2 separate regions of the Mus musculus genome follow, and region 2 is linked to region 1. Evidence: chromatin contacts called from public HiChIP or PLAC-seq data. All regions are on one chromosome and are shown on one strand. Each heading gives the region's core, a stretch centred on a gene start, on an enhancer-like site or on the middle of the called end of the contact. The rest is flanking DNA. Distances are from core to core; before and after follow the strand shown. Region 1 overlaps Rai14 (retinoic acid induced 14). Region 2 has its middle 36 kb from the start of Gm19276.

What was found. HiChIP or PLAC-seq counts read pairs in DNA pulled down with a chosen protein or histone mark.
Region 2: an H3K27ac HiChIP or PLAC-seq map of embryonic fibroblasts shows a contact between it and region 1, with 5 times the contacts expected there. The contact joins two enhancer-like sites. A contact is called at or near these places in 5 of 484 Hi-C or Micro-C datasets (Sertoli cells, bone marrow-derived macrophages, muscle stem cells and 2 more), 6 of 115 datasets of contacts at active chromatin or transcription factors (embryonic fibroblasts, embryonic stem cells and vascular smooth muscle cells) and 1 of 9 other capture datasets (embryonic stem cells).

The regions. Positions count from the first base shown.
Region 1 is chr15:10,639,380-10,642,856 of GRCm38.p6, forward strand. The region is part of intron 2 of Rai14 (retinoic acid induced 14); the gene reads right to left. Among named protein-coding and RNA genes, the nearest start is that of Gm10389, 41 kb to the left of the region's middle. Within about 2 kb of position 1,557, at least 5 of the 459 cell types and tissues checked have an H3K27ac peak or open chromatin away from gene starts, as enhancers often do. A contact at or near this core is called in embryonic fibroblasts, where this site is marked.
Region 2 is chr15:10,863,400-10,866,876 of GRCm38.p6, forward strand. No RefSeq gene overlaps it. Among named protein-coding and RNA genes, the nearest start is that of Gm19276, 36 kb to the left of the region's middle. Within about 2 kb of position 1,527, at least 31 of the 459 cell types and tissues checked have an H3K27ac peak or open chromatin away from gene starts, as enhancers often do. A contact at or near this core is called in embryonic fibroblasts, where this site is marked.

The sequences.
Region 1 (3,477 bases), core at 307-2,806:
ACCCTAGGATGGTATACTGTATTCCTGACCTATGACCCGAATAAAGGTTCTCCTTAAGGGGTTCTGTCGGTGCCGTTGTCACAGTAGCAGCCGTCAGTCACAGTTGCAGTCATTTTTCTTTCCTCTGCATTGTTCGCTGCGGTGAATGGGCCCCTTTTCTACCGTCTTCTGTCTTAGGCAGCGATTATACCTATATTCTCCAGCATGCTACACTACCATAGCGTATCAGGGTTAAAACGCAGCATTTAAATGCGTTGGGGGTTGTAGGGTGGAGGTGCAATGTTTGCTTAGCACCTGGGTTTGACCCCAAGAGCTGCAAATAAATAAACTCATGCAACATGTAATTGCATTGAGATTAACCTAAGTCTAGAAATAGGAAAACCTACTCTACCTTTCAAAGAGGAAATTTGTTCCTTCTAATTCAATGGTCTCAACTACTCATTTATTTACATTCATACTGACATGAAGAGATGAAATCTAAGGTTAGCAATTATGTTTAGTCCTGGGAATAGAAAGATGGGATAAAATAATCTTGTCTTTCAGGGAGCCCCCAGGATTTGAGGGCAGAAACACACCCAGAAACTGTCAAGTTTCTATGAACACACAGAGAGAATATTACTTCCCACCTAAAAAACCTAAAAAATGGTAAGCTAGGAACTTCACTACTTTAGGATATAATATGAACAATAATTCTATGAGGCCAGTAATATTCGCAGCTCATTTTAGCCATAAGGAAACTAGGGCACAGAAGGATTCCTGGACTTGGATAACGCCACCCCATTCACAGTACAGGTGATTTTCTTAAGAGAAGAAAGTGATAGCTCAACAGAAAGGAAAAGAGAGAAAGGACTTTTACAATGAAAGGGGATGACGCAGATGCAGAGACTAAGGCAGGGAGTCAGTCGGTGGGGGATGAAGAGCAAAGGGGAGCACGAGGATTTCTGACGAGATGGCCTGGGAGGAGGTGGACTCACGTAGGTGATAGATGTTTAAGAGGGGTGTGTTTGCCTCTGAGATACAGAGAGGGTCAGAGAGGCAGAGGTATGGGCTTGGGATACCTTGGGGAAGGAGAAGCCAAAGCAAGCAGAATCAGTGGTGAGTTACACACACACACACACACACACACACACACACACACACACACACGTTCCCAAGAGCTCATGGGGAAAGGAGAATAGAAAACCTTGTGAATTGAGGAAAGGAGGTTTTCAAGCAGCTCTGGAAGTCTGACTGGGAGCAGAAATTATGACAATATGAAGAACCCTATGGTAAGGCCAGATGATGATTTCCTGGAAGACCAAATAGCACAGAAGCAATGGGTCACTCATCCTGAGCAGAGGCTGACTGCGTCCACTGTGGCACCCACGCACCTCTCTGATCTGTTCCATGCTTGTGCTCAATCCCTGGGCCAAGCACTGTGCTTAGCTGGGTTCAAATCCTGCCCCTAAATTCATTTGTGCATTGCAATTTCCCAAAGTGTAAAACACAGTTGCTAACAACACACTTGACATATTGATGGATGGATTCCATAATGCCACTGGATAGACCTATTTAGCGACTGTGCAATGAATCACCCTACTAAAATAGAACTAACTATGTTTGGATTCTAGACAACATTCCAAGGCTTTAGGTCACTATTCCAATTTTCTATACATTCTGCAGCAGGGGCTAGAAGCCTTAGAATTCATTAAGTAATTAAGTAGTCAAAATACTATGTATGTTCATATGTATATATGTATGCATGTGTGTGTGTATATGTGTGTGTTTGTGTGTGTATGCCCAATAGTGAGTGATCTCAGATATTATCTGCTTATTATTCTAGTAGTGCTGGGATCTGAACCTGGGACTTTTACGTACTAGGCAAGCAATCTCATACCCATCTGTGTCCCCACATCCTGAGGTTAACTTTAAGTAGTCTGGATATTTTAATAGATGTGAGACGAAAGATACTACTGACTTACTTATAACCAAACACTTATAGTTCTTAAGAAAGGGCATATCTGCTGTAGCCTTTCTATACTCCAGTAATAGCAGCCCAGAATAAACTCCAATATCCATCCACAGGAGGAAAAAAAAAATCTAGTTCCAAGAAATTACCTGTGCCTGACGCTAAGGCAGAGGTCAATGCTGATTAGCAGCACAGGTAACAGGTAAGAGGGCCACTATCCGTCCATCTGATCTGTCCCTGGCCTCAGAAGAGCCTCTGTATAGATGGCCCTCTGACATCACTATCACCCCAGGCCCCAGAGAGGACACAGGGCCTCCCAGGCAGGCCCACGAAAGCCCAGCTCTCCAATAGCACAGTTCTGAGAGCAACAGAGAAAGTGAAGCTGGAGATGCTGGCAGAGGTGGAGAACTCAGGAAAACCTATGGAAGTTCTTAGGTGCGAAGCTGGACCCCTCCAAAGCCCCACATAGATCCTTGCCGTACGTTTTATGATTCTCGCTGATAAGTGGCCACAAACAATAACCGCCTACAGGGAGAAAGGTCTAAACAAACAAAGCCAGAGCTTTACTGTAGGTCCTGGGCCATGGATTTTGACCATTCTCTAATATAAGTGTGGGGCATCCAACACTTGACGGCTTGTTTTAAAACCAGTGGGTTTACTGGACCATTAAAAGCAATGGAATAACTTAAAATAATAACACTTTTGGAATTTGGAACTCTATGTTCTAGGACATAGAACTTACTATCTCTTACTATAAAAATGACTTCTACGGAAAGCCATTATGTGTTCAGCTAGTTGTGTCCCTTAAGAACGGGCATTGTGGCTTTTCCATCTTATCTCAGGTATCTTGAGCGAGGGGACAATGGCAGAGATGTGCAGATGCTTATATGGTGGATGAGTGAAAAACTCAGCAGTCCGCTGATCTCCTAATAGAACACTGCTTCTAAAAATATTGAAAGAAATCCATCCTCAAGTGTGTCCTAAGATAGTCTCCCCTCCTGCCCACTGCAACTATTTGAATGTTATTATATTGATATGTTCATCCTGACAGCTCCCTCATACTATGCAGCAACTGGCTCCTCTGTCAACGTGAAACTAAACTCTTAACAGGGGAAAACCAGAGTTCCGATGTCATTCTGAAACATTCTGAAAAGCTGTCTAATGCTACAAGGTCAGGACCCTGAAGTCAGCCTCCCTGGGATCCATCTGCTGGCTCTGTCCTGTGACTTGGGCAAGTTCTGTTATGAGAATAAAAGACAATTAAGAGTAACCTCTCTTTGGGGGCTGTTGTGAGAACTAAACAGATCCAATGGGAAAGTGCTAGCTAATTTGGTCATTACTCATAGTCCCAAAGGAAATTCCATTGTTATTTTAAATAATAGCCCTTTTTCTCTAGGCTTAGTGGATACTAACGCTCACAATGAACACCCACAGACCCGGATTCAGATCTGCTGATGGGCATTAGCGGAGGAGAGATACTGCGAATGGCATGCAAGTTGAAAAGCTTATGCATGCTGCTTGCACAGAGA
Region 2 (3,477 bases), core at 277-2,776, 220 kb after region 1:
CGACCTCTTCTCTAGTCTTCCCCACCCCTACCCTGCTTTTCAGACTCCTCTCTGGGCTTTCCAGGTCCTGGAACAACTGTACTCTACCCAGAAGGTCATAACGTGCCTCTTACACTTATGTTCATGAATGTTTTCCAAACACCCGCTCTTGGTACTAGATCACAAAGCTGTAAACTGTGTTCAAGTGAGGATGGCTTCATATCTACTCTGCTATCTGCCACTCTTCTGTGCATTTTCTCTGGACCTGCAGTATTTGATGACAATTCATGGTGCCAACAACTTTTTTCAGTTGCCAATTGTTTCACAGACTCCATGTTTCAATCCTGAAAGAAAGGATTTAATATAATTCTATTAAATTCCTTAGAAGTTAGCTCAACAATGGGACGTAGTGGACACTCAATTACTAATCCACGTTTGAATCAGGTTAGATGGAGTTACACGGATTTTGATATATCGTCAAATACAACCTTTTTTTAAATGCACAACATAAACTGAAGTAATTTTCATCCTAAATATTGTATTTTATGAGTTCCTGCCTTGTCTTTGCTCAGAGACAAGCCATGGATGGACAGACAGACAGACACACACACACACACACACACACACACACAGAGCAGAGAGAGAGAGAGAGAGAGAGAGGAATATGTGATATGACAATATGATTTTTGTTGTTGCGTGTGACTTTGGAAACCAGGAATGTTCAGTGAATACACATTCCAGAATTCCAGGCCTACACATTTTGGCTGGGTTTCAGAGCACTGACTCTATTAATGCATACTTCAAACACACGCCACTTTATGATCTTCATACAGTTTATGGGCTTTTTGTTTCTTGCTGCACTGGGCAATCTCTCTCTGTTGCCTCAGTTCCTACGTGTGATCACATGACTCTCAACAGGTCTAGTACTTCCTAAGCTTTGAGCCCTGGCTCCTGAAAGACCCTCCTGTCCTCTGGGAGGCAAGGTGGAAAGGCAAGGGAGGGCACAGCTGCATGGAAGGCTTAGTGTTTTCAAAGAGAGCAAGGAGAACTGTAGCATATTAACATCTCCATTCAAGAGCACCTGGGAGAGAACATTGGGTTTGGGTTTCGGTCTCAGCTGTGCGGGCTCACTTCTAGTCTACTCGAAGATTCAGAGGCTTTAGTGTCTGACCACAAAACTGGAACTCTGCTGATGACTTCATACTGAAATCATTCAAAACCTATGAGCTCATAAGCTGGGACATGAAACCAGAGGAGGCAGAAATGGCTTCAAGAGCATTGCAGGCAATCCATGCAGGATCATTCCAACCCGGGGAGAAGAAAGGAGACAAATCCAGCCTCCTGGAGCTTGGGAACTTTCTTGCAGGAACTTGTAGCTGAGTGAAACTGCTAGGTTTCATCCAAGGCCTTGGAAGACTCTCAGAGACTGTAGAATAATTCAAAAGCCAAAGGCATGTATTCTGTTTGCATTCTGTCATCCCTGAAGCCCAGTTAGTACCAAGCTATCAAAGCCAGCCCATCTCAGTTATCCTTTTTGTCCTCTCCACAGGCTCAACACAGTCACCCAAAGGCACATTCCAAAGCCTACACCATGGTATTAACCCACTCTGATCTGCTCTTCATTCCCAGAGTAGATTTTGGGGAGATGCTGAGCAGACTCAGGTTTCAGCCTGTGCTGTGTTTGTGATGGGATTGGCCCCTGGGCTTTGAGGACATCAAGGAGAGCCTCAGGGACAATGGTCGGTAACTCTGTCCATCCAAGCCGAGCAGACAGACAGACAGAAGCAGAGGTGTTGCTCCCATGGAAGGATCAGAACATGCCTTGGCAGGTTGCGCTGCTATAGCAAGGGGCAGAGATGGAGATGGCTTAGACAAGCAAGATTCCTTTCTCACAGTCCTGTAGTCAAGGAAGGGCAGGGTGTCAGTCCCTTCCTGCCTCGTAAACATCCTTACATCCTGACATGGGTGGAGAGGAGTTTCCTGTCTCATCTTGTAAGAGCACCAATCTTATCTCGAGGCTCCCAGTCACTTGACATCCTCACCTTCATCTAATTACCTTTCAAATGTTTCATCTCTAAGTATTGTCTCATTGTAAGTTACAGTTTCTATATATGGATTTTAATGGGGACACAACTCAGTCCATAGCCAAGAGGCTGAAACCAGGGACAGGACAGAAGCTGAGAAAAACATAGGGAGAAGTGAATTCAAACAAATTCAGTCAATTCAGTCAAACAAGACGGCTCTAGGACTCAGCCTGGGCTGCTTTCTCAATAATAGAACTGACGGAGTTCGCCTAGCTGCTTTCTGTATTAGGGATTTAGATTAGGGTTTATCTGCTTTTAGAAGCAGATTCAGACTCAAGTTTTCAGGCACACTCTCCTATGTCCCTGAAAGAACTAGAGAACTAGACCACCAAAGGAGCCACCTCTTCTACATTAGGACGGCTGCCCTCCAAACTCGGAAGCTGACCCAGGAGACCTCTGCCAAGGCCACGGACAGGAGGCTACTACACTGCCATTGTACCTGACCACTCCAGAACCTTCTGCACTGGAGCTACTAAGATGAATGAAGAGAGCATGCTCTGATAGGATATTGATGATATGATGTTGATGATACGATACTCATGATATGACATCCATGATAGGAGAATGGGACTTGTTTTCTCTTCACCCAGAACAACAAATGCATTCACAGGCAGCCTGCTCACAGCAAAACAGCAAACACAGCACAGGCAGAGAAACCTGGGTTTCCCCAGCTCTGCTCCTGTCAAGTGCAGAACGGGGAACACAACGGTAGACAAAGGCCTGCTTATTGTATAGTTCGAGAATGAAAAACCACAGCTCAAGCGATAACTGCTCAGCGATGTATGTTCTTCCCTTGACAATGTAGCCTCACAACAATGTGGATGTTTGAGTCGAGTTGAGATCCTTAGACTCTTCCAGTACCACCAGGGTGTGGCAGTGGAGGAAGCAATAGCCACACCATCACCAGTTTCCACTGCTCTCTCGTCTTGCTTACCTCTGGGATTTGTGTTCACAGGCTAGCTATTGTTATTGTTGTGTTTAAAGATTAATCAGTAAGACTTACTGTCCTGGGATATGTATGAAGATTTTTCTGAGGTCTCAAATTAGGTTTTTAAGGACAGGGATTCATGTCTCTAAGGACAGGGATAAGGTCTCTGAGGCTGCCGTGAGAACTGCTTCTGCTTGGAGCTGCTCGGTTGCCTTGTTCAGGCTAATAATGGCTGCCTGGGGAACTATGTTGAGGATGATAGGCCAAATTTTGTGTATCAAGTATTTGCCTCCTCTGGTCTAGCCTTACTTCCCAGAAGTAGGGAAGAAGGACTTGAGGCATTGGATCTGGATTCTACTTTTAACTGTGGTGTCCTGCCAAAGATCTAGTAAACAGTTGTCTGGTTGTTTCATTTATAAAACAAAGATTACCATGCTCTGTCTGCATCCCACATAGGATTATTTGTGAGAACCACTTGAAAATGCT